Regions from separate parts of the Mus musculus genome. Here region 2 is linked to region 1. A link is a contact called in public HiChIP or PLAC-seq data. All regions are on one chromosome and are shown on one strand. Each heading gives the region's core, a stretch centred on a gene start, on an enhancer-like site or on the middle of the called end of the contact. The rest is flanking DNA. Distances are from core to core; before and after follow the strand shown.

Region 1 (4,031 bases), core at 591-3,090:
GTGAAGTGCCCACAGCTGTGTTGCTGGAGAGAGCCTTGCCACACAGGCTAGGTCACCTCGGTCTGTGGTTCAGCCCATGCGCTTTCAGGCCAGTGTTGGGTGTGGGTGATATTTAGGTCCCTCATGGTACTCAGCTTCCAGGTGGGTACCATGCAGGCTGAGGGACCAGGCTGGTCGCCCCTCATGAGACAGAACATTGGGGTTTAGTTCCTGTGGTTGTAAAGGGTTGGGGTGGCAAAAAAAAGCCCTAAGAATGGGAGCCTAAGGAAGAGTGGCAGGCCAGTAGCATGCAGGTTTGATATCTGCAGTCATCCGAGACCTAGACAAACCAGCTGCTCTCCCAGCACGGGGACTCAGACCCTGTCACTGACGGCTCCCCGCCATTCCCAACTGTGGCCTCCCTCCCTAGACGCGCCCATCCTATTCAAAGGCAAGATCTCCTGCTCCTCTCTTGGCTTTCTGTGTACCACTTGTGAGTACAGATGTGTGTAGTCAGGCCACCCGCTCCCCCACTGAGGTGTCGTTCTTGTCCTGACCTCCAGGCGCGAGAACCAACTGAAACTGTCACATGACTGGCTGTGCTACCTGGCCCCCGAGATCGTACGAGAAATGATCCCGGGGCGGGACGAGGACCAGCTGCCCTTCTCCAAAGCAGCCGATGTCTATGCATTCGGGTGAGTCGACCACTGGCCCCCCCAAGTGCAAATGAGAAGGCCCTGGTGGGGGCGGGGGGGAGGTGTGCCTTGGAAAGTCATGGCTGTGCTAGCTGGGCAGAGTGACTGCCTTTGACCTCTGGTCTCTGGCATCTAGCGTGGGCCAGCCATTGTGGAGCTCTAGTAGCTCACACTGTGGTGTGTCTCCACAGGACTGTGTGGTATGAACTACAGGCAAGAGACTGGCCCTTTAAGCACCAGCCTGCTGAGGCCTTGATCTGGCAGATTGGAAGTGGGGAAGGAGTACGGCGCGTCCTGGCATCCGTCAGCCTGGGGAAGGAAGTCGGCGTGAGTAGAGGGACAGAAGGACAAGTGTGGGCTGGGCATGTGACATGACTGAGAAGGCTTTCGTAGTGGTACAGGCACAGGGACCATTAATACCTAATACCGTTATATGGAGAACAAAAGTGTCAGGGGTGTGTGCCTTGTGTTGGCAACGTGTGCAGGCCACACCCCTGGATGTCAGGACTACAGAGGGTGCTGTGGGGCTGAGTGGACCCTGAGAAGAAAGCCTTCCTTCTGTCATGGCAGCTGTTCTGAGGGTTCTCAGCGGCTGCTCCTGTATTTAGTCCTGCCTGTCCAGTCTCTGCTCTGGAACGCTGAGGCGCCCCCTAGTGGCAGGGCCGTTCTCTATGCTTTCCAAGAACCCTGCATTTACCTTCAGATGTTTTCATGTTCATAGGATGTACCTTCCATCTTGAAAGGCCGTCCGCTTTCATTCTGACCTCTCCCATTTTCCATTCTGTTTGACTTGGTCGCTGACAAGTCGAGGGGGAAGGAAAGCAGACAAGTCCTCTTTGACCTGGAAGGTTGGAGGATCACCTGATTCTGACTCCACAGATGCGCGGGGCACTTGAGTGCTTCTTGGGGCTCCTCGGGAAATGCTCTGTCCTTGTGCTTCACTACCCAGATGCCCACACACCACCAACCCCAGTGCTTCTTTACAGGAGATCCTGTCTGCCTGCTGGGCTTTCGATCTGCAGGAGAGACCCAGCTTCAGCCTGCTGATGGACATGCTGGAGAGGCTGCCCAAGCTGAACCGGCGGCTCTCCCACCCTGGGCACTTTTGGAAGTCGGCTGAGTAAGTACTCCCTCCTTCTGTGAACCATCCTGAGCGCCTCTGTCTAGAGTGTCTGAGGGCGCCCTCTGCTGGACATGCATCAGACCACAATCCAAGGCTTCCACGGTGTAGGAGCTGAAGGATTCTCACCTCCCCAGTTGATGCTGGAGGCCCCCTGTAATGGGGGGCACCTCCTTTCCACCTGTGAAAATCCACACATCACCGTAATAGACTGTCACTGACACCAAGCCCAGGCTAGACCATGGTGGGAGAGTTGTGCCTGAGAGAAGGGGTCAGAGGTCAGGTCCATGTGAGTACCAAAACAGCCCCCAATAAGCAACATCAGTATTGCTTAGGCTGGCACCCACTTAGTCACTGAACTGTTGAGCACTGGGAGCTTGCCGCCCCCTAGTGAGCCACGCCACTGAGCTCTGTGGCACCCGTGTCAGAAGCCTTTCCCCCTAGTGGCCCTTTGTGTCCTGAGACACAGAGCAGAAGAGGCTGCTGTCATCTCCTCTGTATTCTGTCCTGTTCTGTTTCTACTTTGGCTCTCTGGCTTCCTCTCCCAAAGACACCTCTCCAGCCACAACCCTTTGTCAGGATCTGGGTCCCTGTCACTTGTCTTGGCTTTCACAGTGGGCGTTAGGGAAGATCCAGAGTTGCATAAACTTTGCCAGTCATCAGGCGGTAAATCCTGGAAGCTGGGCAAGGGAGGTGCTGGCATTGGCGGTGGGGGAGGGGTCACGAGGCCCCAGGGCTGAGCCCTGTGCTGCTTGCTGCTGTAGATCTTCCTTAGGCCCTCTGGGTACAGGCTTCCTCCTCTGTGAAACCATGCCAGCACCGGACACTGGCATTCAGAGATGACTCCTGTTTCTGAAAACCAGTCATCCCCACGGTCTCAGCTCACAGATGGGAGAGGAGTCCACTAGTAGGGACCGTCACCAGGCCACAGCCACCAGCTCCCAGGCTTCCGTGGCTTCCTCGGACATGGGGTCTCTAACTCTCACTTCTGTTTTCTTTCCTGTCGGCTTCATCACTTTTCGTTTTTGGGGGGGTGGCGGATACACTGGCCTGTCTTGTCATCTCCCCTGTTCTACCATCCTGACTCCTCCACCTGTCTGCTGGCTGCCATCACCCACCGGGCTGGACCGGATTGGACGGCTCTCTTCAACTGCTGGTGAAACGGTCTCGGGCACCCCTAGCCGCTGGCGGAGCCGCTACTACGGGAAAGGACGCTATGGTCACCCCGACTTTAAGAACTCCTGTCCAGTTCTGGAGGAATAGTGTGTTTCTGCCATTCTCTCGTTTTCTGCCTGTGTGTGGCTGTCCTACCCACCCTCCCATTCTGTCTCTGCATGCCAGCTTCTCACATTCTTGCTTTGATTTCCCATAATCCATAATGACCTCTTGCATCTGAAATGGCCACCAGACTTGTGTTTCTCACAGAGAGTTAAAGAAACGCACGGTGTGCAGCAGGGAGGGCCCCTCTCCATACCACAGGAGCTAGCTAGCATGTGGGCGAGGGGGGTTTAGCGCTCAGTGAGCCAAGCAGGTCCCCCCAAGTCCCACTATGGCTAGAGCTCAGGAGAGGAGAATCCAGTGATCCGGCTGTGGTGGTGTACGCCTATCATCCCAGCATTGAGGAGGCCGAGGCAGGGGGATTTTAAGTTTGGGTCTAGCCTAGGATACATAGTAAAATGTCAGAAGTAGAATCATCAGTGGCAGCTGGGGACGGGGATGGGCACACGCCTTTAATCCCGGCACTCGGGAGGCAGGGGCAGGTGGATCTCTATGAGTCTGAGTCTGAGGCCAGCCTGGTCTACACAGTGAGTGCCAGAAGAGACCCTGTCTCAAAAAGCAAACCAAACAAGCACAAGTGAACGGCTGGGGGTGTGACTCTGTGTAGAGCTCTTGCTTAGTATTCACAAGGCTGGGTTTGGGGTCCAGAACTACAGACATTAATAATGATAATAGTAATAATGAATGTAGAGAGAGGGAGGGAGGAGCCAAGAAAGCAGAAGTGATCATCTCTGAAGCCAGTTTGCTCGTCACAGGGAGCCCTGGGGACCTACGACTGCCCCGTGGGAACTTGGAGAAGATTCCCTGTGCTTGTCCCCAGCCATTCTGAGGGGTGGAGGTGGGGATCCTGTTCTGAGGTGGGTCCCTGGGCATCTGGCCTGGCCAGGCCCCTAAGCCCTGGCTCCTTTAGGCTCAGACTCTGATACCACTCTCTCCTCTGTCCCTAGGTTGTAGACCTG
Region 2 (4,031 bases), core at 1,106-3,605, 86 kb before region 1:
GTTAGAGAGTGGGGTGCTTGGGATGGAGGGTGGTCTCTGGTCACGTGCCACCTCGCAGCGGTCACTGCAGGATCGTGGATGGCCGAGTGCCTTGTGTGAGCCCTTCCCTGGGCAGATACTTGTTTGTCTTTCCATGCTTGCCCACGTGGGAGCCTCAGCACATTCCTGGACCTGCGTCCTTTGGTTGGCAGAATTGCTACCCAGATGTTGATTTGACTTTAATCATTGGAACACCAGGCAACTCCTCGAACATTCCAGCCTTGGATTCCCACCCAGCAGAAAGGATGGCCTTGGGCCCAGCTGGTTTCTCAGAGGATAGAAATCCCCATCTCTTCTTGCTCCGCACTTGGGGCCAGCAGGAGAATTCTAATACAAATGTCCTGTTGCGGATTCATCCACGCTATACGAGCCCTGTGCTGAGCAGTTTGTCACCTTACCTGATCTGAGCCCCAGAGTCATCAGTAAAGACAAATCTGAGCAAGAATCTTGTGGGAGAAGGGTAATGTCATCATTTTCTTTCTTCGAAAGATTATTCTGCCCCTGACCGTCTAATGCAGACGTTACCTCGTGCTTCCCTCGGGGACAAAGGGCAGTGCAGTTTTGGTTATCATTTGGAGCGTGGTGGCTGCTGGTTACATGCCAAAGACATTGCTTAGTACCCTGCAGTGTCAAGACAGACTTCCTGTGACAAGGAATATTCCAAATGTTAACAGGTAAGAAACTCTAGGTACCATGGCTCCCACCTATAATTCTAACATTTGGGGTGCTGAGACAGGAGAATTGCACCATCCTCACTGGGATTGCAAGTTCAAAGCTAACCTAGATACACATACCCTGTCACAACCAAGCAAGAGCTACAAGAATAGGCAGTTGTCCTCAGCCTTTCACCTGGTGCTGTATCCTGAATATCTGCCCAGATGTTCCGTCACTGTGTGCTTTTGCTGCTGTCGCTGAGTGAGCCCATGGTGGGACCATGTTTTTCTGCCTTCCACGCTTTAGGTATAGACATATGACTCTTTGGCCAATGAGCTGTTAGCAGAAAGAAACACGGGCCGCAGGGTAGAGCCCTATAAGAGCTCCTGTAATTCACCTCAGCCCTTCCCTTGGTGGATTCCATCAGCCCCAACTGGGAAGATTTGAGAAGAGCCTCAAGCCACGGTGGACACAGGCAAGAATGACAGCTACACTTCTGTCTAGACCACTGAGACCTGGGGACGACTGTCCTCTGCAGAGCCTCTCTGATCCTGACTAACATCCCCCACTGGAACAGAAATGTGAAGGTGAGATGTGGATCGAGTAACTGGCTCTGTGCCAGCTGTGGGTGTCAGTGCCAGCCCACAGTATTTCTCTATTGCGTTCTGTAGTGAAGACACCATGCCAGTCCCCAAGGGAAGTCCATGGATGCTGGCAGGTTGCTTTATAAAAGAATGGTTCACTCAGCCACCGGGGGCTTTTCTCTTGGGATCTGTACTGACTAGTTTTGTGTCAACTTGACACAGGTTGGAGTTATCACAGAGAAAGGAGCTTCAGTTGGGGAAATGCCTCCATGAGATCCAGCTGTGGGGCATTTTCTCAATTAGTGATCAAGGGGGGAAGACCCACTGTGGGTGGGACCATCCCTGGGCTTGCAGTCTTGGGTTCTATAAGAAAGCAGGCTGAGCAAGCCAGGGGAAGCAAGCCAGTAAAGAACATACTTCCATGGCCTCTGCATCAGCTCCAGCTTCTTGACCTGCTTGAGTTCCAGTCCTGACTTCCTTGGTGATGAACAGCAGTATGGAAGTGTAAGCCGAATAAACCCTTTCCTCCCCAACTTGTTTCTTGGTCATGATGTTTGTGCAGGAGTAGAAATCTTGACTAAGACAGGATCCAACAGCTGTGCAGTTTAGGCCACTGTCAGCCGGCCACACTTAATCTGCTCAGTAAGTCACATTAAAGCAGTTGTTGCACGTGAGTGTTTTGAAGGTGAAGTCTGTCTTTGCTTCCTGAGGTCTCTCACAGCATGTCTGGGTTGTGTGTGCTGAGCGTGGAATGTGAGTGCCACAGCCTGGTGTAGCTGGGGGGAGAGAGGCCCTAGGAGAAGCCACTGAATAGGATGGCCCTGAGCAGGGAGAAGAGCAGAGGGCTGGGTGTCTTTTACTTTTCTCTGATTTGCAGCAACGCCAGGGGCTCAAAGAGCACTGTGGGTAGGGTATACCCCATGTACAGGTCTGGTTCTTCTTGGCCTGAACAACCATGCCCGTCCCTGAGCAGCACTCACCTCAGGAGGGGTGTTGCTGTGCAGGCAGTGTGCTGAGGGCTATTAATTCTGCTCATCTCTCACAGAGGCTCAGGTATGACTGCTGCGTGCCAGGAGCAGGCTTACCCTGGCCGTGAGCCAGCCTAGCCGGACAAAGTCAGCCTGACTCACACTTCTGTGAGCCTCAGTGTTCCCATCTATAAAAAGGGCACAATCAGGGAACAGTTTCCACTTGCCTCCTTCTGAGGTCAGCATGCATGGTAGGCCTAAGGTCATTGTCCCATAAAGTCCCCAACATATCAGAAGGAAAGAGTGACATATTCATTCTAGCTACCCAGTTCAGGTCCTCAAAGCACTCTTGCTTGGGAGGGGATTGGGACAAGAGCCTGGGGACAGCTTGGACAGCTCCGTCCTGAGGGTACCTGCTGGCCGTGTGCAAGGCTGTGCCAAGAGCACACTGCCGTGGGGTTAACTCTTTGTATAGAAGCTTGCGGGACGCTGATCTCCGAGTTTCTCACCTCAGAGGTTATGGTGAGGAGTTGGTTGCAAACTTAACAGTGGCCCACCTGCCCAGCCTGGTTCCTTTCCCCCGGCACCTGTGGGCCTGCCTCCACCCCTTCCACCACCCTCATTAATCTAAGAGCAATTGATTATCCAGGAAGGTGCTGGTGGCCTCTGCCTTAGCGGGTGACTCACTGGGCTGCAGGCCCCAGACATTCATTATTGCCACGGTCAGACAGTGTAGTGAAAAGGGCTTGGGAGCCGTGGAGCCAGGCTGCCTGAGTGTGAATCCCAGCCTGCCACTCCCTGACTGTGTGATCTTGAGCAAGTTAGTTCATCTCTCTGTGACTCAGTTGCCTTATCAGTAAAGTGAGTCTGAGGCTGGAACCCTTCGGCCGAATGAGTTACAGGATTCAGTGCTGAACACACACATACACACACACACACACACACACACACACACACACACACGAGGTTCACGGCTTTCTCTGGTTCTCCCTAAGGTGCCAGGTATTGGTGTCACCAAAGGATTGGTATCAGATGTACCTGCTCCTGCTTCTTTGATATAAATAATGAATGTGTTTCTAATTGTACTTGGAGCATCTTACCAGCTCCAGACAAGCACGGCCTCCAGATCTCAGGGGTGAGCGGGGCAGTTTTGCACGCACATAGCTGGTTTCCCTGGTGCTTTCCGTGTGCTTTCTCTTTCAGAAGAGAGTAGCCTCTGAAAAGGATGTGTGGGACTACGGGTGGCTTAGCAGATGGGGGTGGGGGGCAGCAGCCATGCCTGACAGCCTGGTCCCACATAGAGGAAAGCTGACTCCCACAGACTGTCCTCTGACCCTCTGGCTTCTACACATAAACGGTATGCAAGCATGCACATGTGCACACAGACAGACAGAAGCAGTCCATCAGTCAGTAAATATGTAACTCTAAGGATGATTTTAAAGGATGCATTTAGAGAAGCTGGAGAGACCGCAGTGGTTGAGAGATTTGCTGCTTTTGCGGAGGACCCGGGTTCGGTTCCCAGCAATCACATTGTGGCTCACAGCTGTCTAACTCCAGTCTCAGAGGATCTGATGTCATCTTCTGGCCTCCACAGACACTGGGCATGTATGTGGCATGCATGTATACATTTGGGTAAACACTTGCACAACATCAAATTAGCTTTTTAAAAGGGCACATTGCATGGTCGGTGTTGCACTGTGAAGAGTCATTGACTTGTGGCTCCCCACCTGTGTTCCCGTGTTCATGTTCCCTCCCCGACCTGGGGTGTGTTGGCAGAAATGTAATG

What was found. HiChIP or PLAC-seq counts read pairs in DNA pulled down with a chosen protein or histone mark.
Region 2: an HNF4G HiChIP or PLAC-seq map of pancreatic cancer cells shows a contact between it and region 1. The contact joins two enhancer-like sites. A contact is called at or near these places in 7 of 484 Hi-C or Micro-C datasets (the AML12 cell line, bone marrow-derived dendritic cells, hematopoietic progenitor cells and 4 more), 6 of 115 datasets of contacts at active chromatin or transcription factors (the HPC-7 cell line, bone marrow-derived macrophages, embryonic stem cells and 2 more) and 2 of 9 other capture datasets (adipose tissue and liver).

What each region holds. Positions count from the first base shown.
Region 1 is chr11:79,017,325-79,021,355 of GRCm38.p6, reverse strand. Ksr1 (kinase suppressor of ras 1) reads left to right here. Exons shown (of 19, transcript NM_013571.3): 16 at 543-674; 17 at 866-1,001; 18 at 1,661-1,794. Among named protein-coding and RNA genes, the nearest start is that of Gm11201, 4.3 kb to the left of the region's middle. Within about 2 kb of position 1,840, at least 30 of the 459 cell types and tissues checked have an H3K27ac peak or open chromatin away from gene starts, as enhancers often do. A contact at or near this core is called in pancreatic cancer cells, where this site is marked.
Region 2 is chr11:79,104,160-79,108,190 of GRCm38.p6, reverse strand. The region is part of intron 1 of Ksr1 (kinase suppressor of ras 1); the gene reads left to right. Among named protein-coding and RNA genes, the nearest start is that of Ksr1, 40 kb to the left of the region's middle. Within about 2 kb of position 2,355, at least 8 of the 459 cell types and tissues checked have an H3K27ac peak or open chromatin away from gene starts, as enhancers often do. A contact at or near this core is called in pancreatic cancer cells, where this site is marked.